Regions from separate parts of the Mus musculus genome. Here region 1 is linked to region 2. A link is a contact called in public Micro-C data. All regions are on one chromosome and are shown on one strand. Each heading gives the region's core, a stretch centred on a gene start, on an enhancer-like site or on the middle of the called end of the contact. The rest is flanking DNA. Distances are from core to core; before and after follow the strand shown. Region 1 overlaps Mgll (monoglyceride lipase). Region 2 holds the start of Gata2 (GATA binding protein 2).

Region 1 (4,618 bases), core at 1,760-4,259, 570 kb before region 2:
CAGCATCCTGGTTTCCCCTCCGGTAACCTATCCAAACCCACAAGGCCATTCTGGAAAACTCCAAAGGATAAAATAGAAAGCAAAGCTAAATATCTATCTGCAGGCAACCTGAGAAACAGGGCCAGACCAAGAGCCACAGCACAGCCTCAGGGGATACAGCTAATGAGAAGCCAACAGGCGGCTGGGCAGAGACCTCCAGGGTTCCACGGATCAATATCGGGGTTACAGTCACCCGTGTGTCCGTAAATAGCACTGTGAGAGGCAGCACTGTAGCTGCTGTGAGCTGTCTGTCCAGCTTCTGCGTGCAACATTTCCTGTCTCTGCCTTCATGTTATGTCCCCATGGCCTCTGCAGGTCTGAGATGACCCAGCTGAAGGCATCAATGCCAGGGTAAGGCCCCCCCCAGCTGTGCCACCCCTGTTCATAGCCCTGGGGACAGCACAGCAGCTGGTCTTCCCTGACTCCTGGAAGGGAGGGGCTCCCCTGGCTCCCAGCTAGGCCCTTTCCCTCTCTCTCTCCGTTATGTCACCAATCTGACAGAATCAGGGCCCACGCGGAAGGAAGGCTTGGACTTTGTCATCAAGTGGGGATCTGGACCCACTCTGTGTGTGGGTGGGTGGGGGGCTGTGCCCCTGTGTCTGGAGAGACGGCACATGCGTGTGCATACATACACAAGCTCAACTGGGTTGGTTGTTTGACTCAGACTCCTCCCTTCGGCACATGTAGAGGTGTTCCCAGTGTTTCGTTCTGGGAACTCGGAACAGGTGAACACCACCATTCCTTCCTGACATCTAGAACATCACAGAGTCCTCTGCTGCAAATTCAGAATTATTTATTCTTGGTGGCCACATCAAGACGTGGGCTGCTTCTTTGCTCCCTGGACTCTTAAACAATAGTAAGAAAAAACGCTTTAAAAATGGTTTTTCCAAGCACCTCAGCCAGGCGATATAAACAAAACCTCCCGTTGACTTCATCTGGCTTATCAGTTTATCTGATCAGCCGGCTGACGGCTGACGCTGAGCTGTAAGACAGGTCCCGAGATTCAGGGTGCTCGCTGCAACAATTCAAGGGGTCGCCAGCACACCACGACAACGACAATGGATTTTAATGGAGACGGATGCAACAGGACAAAACATTCTTGTCTCAGGATTTTCTAGTGTGCAGAGCGTTGGGCTTAATAATGACAGCGTCCCCCACAGCAAACGCCTCGGGGATAACCCTGGAATATTATCTGCCAAATAAGTCTCACAAATATAACCAGGGCTGACTGCAGAGCAGCAGAGAGCATCACAGCTGTAATAGGCAAGAATTTAGTTAATAATCTCAATTACCGAGACACGTGCATACATCTAGCTTAAAAGGGGCTCCTGGCAAATCAAATTCTCAGATCTTGGTGGACAAAAATCACCTAGCAGCCTATCCATCTCTCATGAGCTTCTCCCTGGTGTGACTTCGGCTCTCTCTCCTTGGAGACTCAAGCCACTGCCATGGCTCCCTGTCTCTCCTTCTGACAACATCACTTAATTATCTACACTCAAATCAGATACACCAAGTGGCATTTCGGGATCTGGGTAGAATGGCAGAGCACCACACTAGGCTGTGCGGAAATGACCACGCTGTGACTGGGAACTTAGCTTCAGAGGCTTAGGGAACCTAATCTGGAGACACTTCAGTTATAAGAACACCACAAAAATAACTCAAGGGCTGCATACCACGTTGGAGGATAGAGCAGTCATAGAGTGTTTGCCCAGCGTATTTGAGGCTCTGGGTTCAAATCCTAGTACAAGAAGAACTGGAATTTGCATACCGACTTGTAAAATGAGCCCAGTCCCATTGGTAAGGTTTATGTTACATAAAAAAGAGAAAAAAAATTTAGCCTGGAGGTATCTGTGCTTATCTGTTATATGTGTATGCGCATAACCTGTATACACATGTGTGTGTATGTGAATATGAATGCATGTATGTGTGTGTACTCATAAGTGTTTGCACATCAACATCCCCACACACATATGGGCATAGGTGTGCACTCTGCAGACGTGTTTACATGTGCCTACCCATTTGCGATTGTTAATCTTCGTTGTCAACTCAACAGGCTTTAGACGTGTCTAAGAGTGTATTACAGCACCACTCCGGGTGTGTCTAAGGGCACCTCAGTAGAGGATGAAGTAAGTGGAGAAGACACCCCTGAAATGTGGGCAGTGCCATCCCCTAGTCTGGGAGCCTGACAGAAGAGAAAGGGAGGATGGAGGCCCTTGGTGCAGGCTTGCTCTGCTCTTGGCTGCTTTGGCTTGCTCTGTTCTGTTCCACCATGATGGGCCAAAATGTCTGAGGCCATGAGCCAAAATAAATTGTTCCTCCTAATCTATAACAGTACTGTGCTTGCATGTGTATATGTAAATACATGTATGTGTAAACATATTCGAGACGCTTTATAAATTTGTGCTGGTTCATCTGAGATTAAAATTGAACACAGTCTGATTTACTGCATCTACCTGAAGTCCTCTGGGAGAAAACTGTGTCCACTTGAGAGAGAGAGAGAGAGAGAGAGAGAAGAGAGAGAGAGAACTTTAGAACTTTATAAATGTACTATAGGACTCCTTGGCCCAGGCAGGCTCTAGATAAACAGGCCCAACTTTGGTTTCTCAGTCAAGCTTCCAGTAAGCCTGTCTGCTAACACTGGTTTGATAGTGACTGCTGGCCAGACCCACAGTCCTACTTATATAACCACATGTAGATTTTAACCCAGAGAACAGAATTGGACAGGAAGAAAGGGAACATGAAAGGCCTTTCTGCCAGCCTGGGTGGCAACTGGAGGTACTCACCATGGTCATGGGCAAATACCAGCATGTCCAGCCCCTTCAACATATGAGCCAGCTCATCATAACGGCCACAGTGTTCCCCAGCTCCATGGGACACAAAGATGAGGGCCCTGGAGGATAAGAAGGGAGCGGTTAGGAAAGACAAAGCCACAGACAAGACTGCTGGAGCAGTTGGGGAGCTCACACCAAGCCAGCAATGAGTCAGAGCCCAACCCCCCAGCTCCAAGTGCCAGTTGGTAAGTCAGGGGGCTAGAGTTAAAATGCAGTCAGAGTTGATGGGATGGAGTCCGAGGCCTGGCCTTCTCTCTGGAAAGCCAGTGCCTGAGAGGTCATGGGAGCTGACCTATGCTGGGTCCTGGCAGAAAGCTAGCAGCGAGCAGGTGCCACCCTCCTCAGGACTGTTTGTTTCTGGGTGTCAGTGCAGGGCACTTGGGTTCCGAAATACCCAGTGTTCAAGCAGAAAACCCATAGTGGGGAGTGAGAGTCCCCTTTGGGTGAGGAGTTCCTGTCATAATTATGACATGGTGAGGGCCTCAGCCACCATTTCACCCACCCTTATTGCCTGTCAGTCCCCCTGCTAACAGAATATGAAAGGATTTTAATCCTCTACTGTTATCGTTTGTGTTGTTGTCTCTACAGATGAGAGTAGAATTCAGAGATGATAAGTGTCTAAGTTTCACAGCAAGTAAGATAGTCAGAATGTGTCACCTCCTGGCTTAAAGGGCTCCAGCATATTGGCATAAGACTCAATACAAAACTCATCCACTCCCTCTCCCAGGCCAGACCCCATCCTTCACCACAGGGTGTGGCAGCATTGGCCCTGTGTTTGCTTCCTGGCTTCTCTGCCTTCTGAGCTTAGCTCTAAGGCATGGACCTCAGCTCTGTCATCTGAGCTTAGCTCTAAGGCACAGACCTCTGAGCTACCCCAGTCTTGCACCCCAGGCCAGCCCCTACACACAGGCTGGGAAGCAACCAACCCACTCAAAAGCTGTGTTCTTTCCATAATCCCTCCCAGCTCAGCTCTGCGGGCTGCTGACAATGCGGATCTGTTTCATTCTGCTTTGTATTTTAATCTTTAAGCAACATCACCTCTAGCATTTGTGTTCTTGCTCCTTCCTAAAGATGGGAGACCTGCTTTCCCAACCTGTGTGGTCCACGGATATGCCAGCTGCCAGATTATCAACAGACAGAGACACCTGTCGACTTGATATTCCTGGGATCAGTAGAGAGGTGTCTTCATATTTCTCTCAGCTGCTGTGGAGTGTGCCTCAGACCCCAACATCCCCCATCTTCACAAGGATTTTACTTCCCAAGGACTGGCTCGGGGGTACCTATCTTTGGGACCATGGGCTTCTGTGGTGACTCAGCCCATAGTCACTAACAGAAAAGTAGTCAGGCTAGATTTTGCAAATGTTTTGTCTCCATTATACAGCTATGGGCCACACTGGGGGACTTCATGGGTGGTCATTTGGGGTCAGAAATAGCAGTAGAGCTATCACTGTCATGCCCAGCTTGACACCCTGATAGTATCCACCCCCCTGATCAATACGTGACAGAGGCTTAAGACACTTGTTCTGAGCCATTTCCTTTCACTGCAGCCTTTTCTAACCTCAGCCCTAACTAAGGATCACTGGGGAGCATCTAAAACCACAGGCATGCGGATCCCTCTCCAGAGACCACGGGTCTGGAGCTGGAGAGGCTCCTCGTGGCTCATGCACAGCCAAGGCTGAGAAGCACCTGCTCAGGTCAATGGCCCAGATGTTGCCCAGAGGTTCCCCGAGACTCCTCTGAGCAGCTGC
Region 2 (5,040 bases), core at 635-3,134:
GCTGGGGTCTGGAGACACTTCTTTGGGTGGCGTGGGTGGGAAGCCGAAGAGATGGGAGCCCGAGTGGGCTGCAGTGGGGGTGAGGGAGGCCACGGAGCTCCCACTGCCTCCCCCGCTCCCACCCGCAGCCCCTGGGTAAACAGACAGAGGCCCTCCGGGTGCTCCAGCAGCTGAGGGGTGCAGCGGGGTCTTGGAGAACGGGCTGACGGTCCAGGGACTGTGGTGATGGGCAGCGGCGGCAGAGAGAGCTGCTTTGCCCCCGTCCAGCCACGGCAAGCCTGGGCTGTGCAACAAGTGTGGTCGGCACATCTGGCCTCCGGTGAGACGGGCTGTGCAGAGGGAAAGGGGGTGAGGATGACCAGGGGCTTCAGAGCCATGACCCGGGCACACAGGATCACAACTCAGCGAACTACCATCAGCAGCCCCACCCTTTAAAACATCAGAAACGTAACACCTCAGCCTGTAATCATCAGCAATGTCAGTGAAAGGCCGAAGGACAAGTGACACAGCAGCCCCACCGGACAGGGCCCAGAAGGATTCCCCCACCCCCACCCCCGCCAAGACACTTGGAAATGGACCGAAACCCTACAGGTCCCAGACCCTCCCTAAGAAGTCCCTGCCTCCATCTTCTTAGGCCCGATTTCGCAGCTGCTCAGATTCCTGTGGATCCCACATCCGGGAAGCAGCAACAGGCCGTCCCCCCTCCAAGGCCTGGCCCGGGCGCCAGGCTTCCAGAAACCTCGGGGGCCAAAGCTCACCATGCGCCGGGCTGTAGGAAACGCGCGCGCGCGCGTGGGCCGGGTTGGCGTAGTAAGGGTTGCCCTGCGAGTCGAGATGGTTGAAGAAGACATCCACCTCGTCGGGAGGCAGCAGCTGTGCTGGCTCCATGTAGTTATGCGCCAGGCCCGGATGGTGCGAGTCGGGGTGCTGCGCATTCAATACGGCGGGGTGCGCCATCCAGCGAGGCTGCTCAGGCGCCACCTCCATGGTCCACTACTGTGTCTTGGGAACCAGGCGAAGGTGGGGCGGCCCTGGATAACAGAGGGAATGTGAAGGACACTGCCGCCTTCTGACACCCCCATTCCCAAAGTCTGTGTCTTGAGAGCAAAGACGTTCCATCGGAGCTTCACTGAGGACCAGTCCCGGGTGGAAGGAAAGCGCAAGGTTTAAAACGAAAGGAAGGTGAAGGAAGGGGTTCAGCCTCATACACTTGCAGGGAAACTCGCGTTCCCACAGACGCAACTCCACATACACGAGGTCACACACACGGATAGGTCCTGACATCGGTGACCCCCCCAAAACGCACGCGGAACTGAAATCAGGTTCTCACACCGTGCCCCTGTCCTCTGGGCACACAAACACATAAACTCTGACTAAAAGTTAGAGACAGTTGCCTAGACATCCACTCTGGGGCACACGCTCTCCCACGCCCCCGTAACACTTTGACAATATATACACAAACTAACCCCCAACACCCCGGGCCACCCCAAAAAACGCACCCGCAGTTCCTGGGGCTGCGAGCCGGTCCCCAATGCACTCTCTAGCAGTCAGCCAACCTCTCCCCAAAGCATAAGAACGTAATCGCCCACAGGAGATCCTGGTCTGAGCTCCACAGAGATCCCTCCAACCTAGGAATGTCCACAAGCCCCCTGAACCTCAAACTTACACTCGCAGCGGCGCGGGAAGGGGAGGGCTCAGCAGTAGAGAGTAAGAGACACCAGGAGAGCCCGGGTACGGCGGGCCCAGCGACAGCGCGTTCCAGGGCCGGCGGATTCACGGGATAGGGGTGGGGGACAGCGCGCGTCTCGGCCTCCGGCCCGCCCGGCTCCGGCCCCTCTGCATCCTCCGGCCGCCCTGGCGCCAGCTGCCGACTCCTGCACAGACGTGAAGCGGGGGCCGCGCACGCCTATGAAGCCGGCGCCAGCCAATCAGCGCCGCGCGCCGCCCAGCCTCCGCCCCCCCATTGGCTGCTCCCGCCGCTTTGGCCGCTGGACTTCGGGAATGACCCGCAAGCTGGCCTCCTAGGCTGCCTGGCCCCCTACCAGCGCCCTCTCTGCGGCCTCTGATGCCAACGCCCCCCCCCCCCAGGGGACCTTCGCCGTGGGCAGACCCTGCACCCCTCCGGCAGACGCTCAGGTCTTCCAACCTCTGCCCTCCCAGCAACTAGGCACGAATAGGGTCCCTGACTTCCCAGGAGCCGAGACGTGCACCTTCTGGGTATCTCTCTGCTGGGACCACAGCTTTCTACTCTCGGGCGGAGCCCCACCTCCACTGCTACGGACGACGGCCAGCCCAAATCCAACTGACTCCCCAAACTCTCTGTCCTTCTATCAGGGATAGCTGTGCAAGAGGCTGGTAGGATCCGCTGGACAACATGAGTCTAGGGATTGTGGACTTCTCTAGGGCACCCGAACTTTGAGCACTAAGACACTTGAGGCTGTGCTAGACCAATAATGGTCGCGGTCAAGCCAGTGGCCCAGGGAGGGGGAAGGGCTCCGGGCGGGGCCTTAGTAGACCACCAGGCTGAACTGCCTGGGGCGAGGCCGTGGAGCGGGAAACTGGCGCCAGAGTCGGCTGAAGGGAGACTCCCGGGGTATTAACCATATATATTTTTTCTTTCTAAGGGTCCCCGAGACGGTCTTTAGGGAGAGGGAAGCAATGTTGTGAGCACTTTTTCCCCAAAGTCACCTGGAGTTTTTCTCCACAACACCTCCATTCTGGAGAGACAAGTGAGTTCAGTGGCGAGTATACAAACCTAGCTCCCTCCCTGGCTATAGATGGGAGACCTAAACTCCAAGAGTCCAGAAAGAAGCTTGTGAGTCCAAGACTTTTAGGGGAATCTAGACAGGTGCGATGGATTGGCCAAGCTTGGAGCCCTCCACATAGCTCCTCTATCTTTGCAGGGACCGAAACCCCTAAAGAATAATTCCAGAGGAGTCCCAGGTTGGTCCCGAGCTGGGGAAAGGCTGGGGTCCCCGCCGCCCCCAAGGATGGGGGAGGGGCGGCAGGATTGACAGTCCGTAATTGGGTAACTGGAGGCGGCTTCTCCGGCCCGGCGGCCCCGCCACCGCGACGCCGGGCCCCTGACGTCACCCGATTCGCCAGGAAATGAACTTTTTAATAATCCAAGGAGGGTGGAAAGCCCTCGGTCCCCTCGGCTCGGGGGGCGCCCAGCCAGGAGGGCTCAGCTTCTCGGGCGCGCCCCCGTCACCCCCTCCCAGGTCCTCTGCGGACAGCGCTGAGGGGGCGCGCGCACGGCAGGGCCTCCTCTGGCCTCTGCGGCTGGCGTCCATCTGTCTGTCCGAGGCCCTGGAACAGGTAAAGGCCTGGGGCCCGGGGTGCAGAACTCCACTGGACCGGAAACCCGCGCCTCTTGCTCCCTGGCGCGGGGGGGGGGGGGTCCTGCTGTCCGCTGTATTCCCCGCGCCTCTGTGCTCCAGAGCCATCAGGGGCCCAGGAGGCTCGGGAGTCCGCGCCCAGCCGAGGCGGGAGGTCTAGCAAGAGGGATCCAGGGGCTAGAGGGGCGCGAGACCGCAGTGCCTCGGGGTCGGCTGGGCAGGTGGGTGGTCTCAGTGCCAGCCAGATTCGCGCTCCCACTGCGCGGTTCACTTAGGACCCGCTTTCGGGAAGGCTTTCTCGGCTTCTCCCAGCCTTTAGCCCATGATTCTCCATTAACGAGCAAGGCGAAATCGTCGTGGAGTTTCCAGATTGTTCTATGTCCCTGGAACCTAGCAGGAGATTCTAAAGGCCTCTCAAAGCCGGCGATAACCCCATTTTCGACAACGGTACCCCATGCGGCCGAATTCCATGGCCCTGCAGAGTTCTAGGAGGAGAACGCGGTGCGCAGAGGAAACTGCCCTGACCGAGTCGGCGCGGCGGCTGTCAAGGCGGGGGTCTCCGAGCAGATACCCTCCCCCTCGCCCGGAGCAGGTAATTTCCCTCTTTTCTCCCAAAGTCGCAATTAAAATTATCTCCCTGTTTGAACGAGATGGGGGTTGTCTTTTCCATGCCACATTGCGGACCGGGCAGCGTCCTGCCTGTCATAGAGGTGAAAATGGCCAAGCTTGGTGGGTTCCCACTCGAAACGAGAGCCCGGGGTTTCTCACGGTGCTGGCGCAGAGCGGAGTACAGAGGGGGATTTAATTACTCCGTTCGGCAGCTCAGAAAATCGCCATGCAACAAGGGCTTAACCGGGTGGTTAAGCTATGCTTGAGCCTGGGCCTCAGGAGACCCGCAACAGCCTAGCCTGCCCACAGACTGGGCATGGGAGAGGAGGAGGGTGGTCCTGCCAGGTCCTTTGAGGACCCAAGGTTGCCTTCTGGAAACTGCAAGCAACCAGCCAGCTGGGCCGAGCCCCTGCTGAGGTTGGAGTCCCTGCGTCTGATGCGGGTCTGCTGGGTTTTCCAGCAGGAACTAACCCGTCTGAAAGGGAAAATTGCAGGCTAGGATAGCAGAGCACTGAGTTGGCGAATAGAGGGGAGCCTGTGCTGATGCTGATGAACGTGTGTGAATCAGGTAGATCCACAAAGCCAAGAAGCCACTACTAGGCCAAAAATGAACCACCACTAAAAAGTCCAAACAAACAACAGGGAGGTCCGAGTCAGTTCCCAAGATGGCTTAGATTCGATTTTCCCCAACCCCACCGCCCCCCCCCAACGAAAGCAGATTTATTTCAACTTACAAACGCCCACTCTGAGGTTCCTAAGATACCTTCAGGTGGACACTTGCCTTTTAAATGTTTTGTTGTTGTTGTTGTTGTTGTTCATTTTGGAGCATACCCAGAGCTCTTCTCTGAACTAAATTGTCCTTTTCCTTCCACGGAGACCAGAGGGAGCTTGGCTCCCAAACGAAAATTTCTAACCACCATTTGTGCCTGTCTGTGTGTGTGTGAGAGAGAGAGAACTGGAAGTGTTTACAGAGAGGGGACAGTGCAAGGGGTGCTCCTGTGTGGGAGCTGGGTTCTGGGATCCAGGCCCTGTTCTGGGTGTGGCCCGGCTCCTGCAAACCATTCTGGAAAGGGGTGGAATTATTGGGAGCCCC

Evidence for each region. A called contact is a pair of places that touch in the nucleus more often than the background predicts.
Region 1: a contact with region 2 is called in a Micro-C map of the G1E-ER4 cell line. The contact joins the enhancer-like site here to the promoter of Gata2 in region 2. A contact is called at or near these places in 2 of 484 Hi-C or Micro-C datasets (both in the G1E-ER4 cell line), 1 of 115 datasets of contacts at active chromatin or transcription factors (bone marrow-derived macrophages) and 3 of 9 other capture datasets (adipose tissue, embryonic stem cells and pancreatic islet).

What each region holds. Positions count from the first base shown.
Region 1 is chr6:88,762,907-88,767,524 of GRCm38.p6, reverse strand. Mgll (monoglyceride lipase) reads right to left here. Exons shown (of 8, transcript NM_011844.4): 3 at 2,823-2,929. Among named protein-coding and RNA genes, the nearest start is that of Gm26588, 23 kb to the right of the region's middle. Within about 2 kb of position 3,009, at least 42 of the 459 cell types and tissues checked have an H3K27ac peak or open chromatin away from gene starts, as enhancers often do. A contact at or near this core is called in the G1E-ER4 cell line, where this site is marked.
Region 2 is chr6:88,195,508-88,200,547 of GRCm38.p6, reverse strand. Gata2 (GATA binding protein 2) reads right to left here and starts at 1,884. Exons shown (of 6, transcript NM_008090.5): 1 at 1,667-1,884; 2 at 759-1,031; 3 at 1-329. The coding sequence starts at 987. It overlaps Gm38708 (a long non-coding RNA gene), which reads left to right and starts at 3,165. Exons shown (of 4, transcript XR_001785312.2): 1 at 3,165-3,930.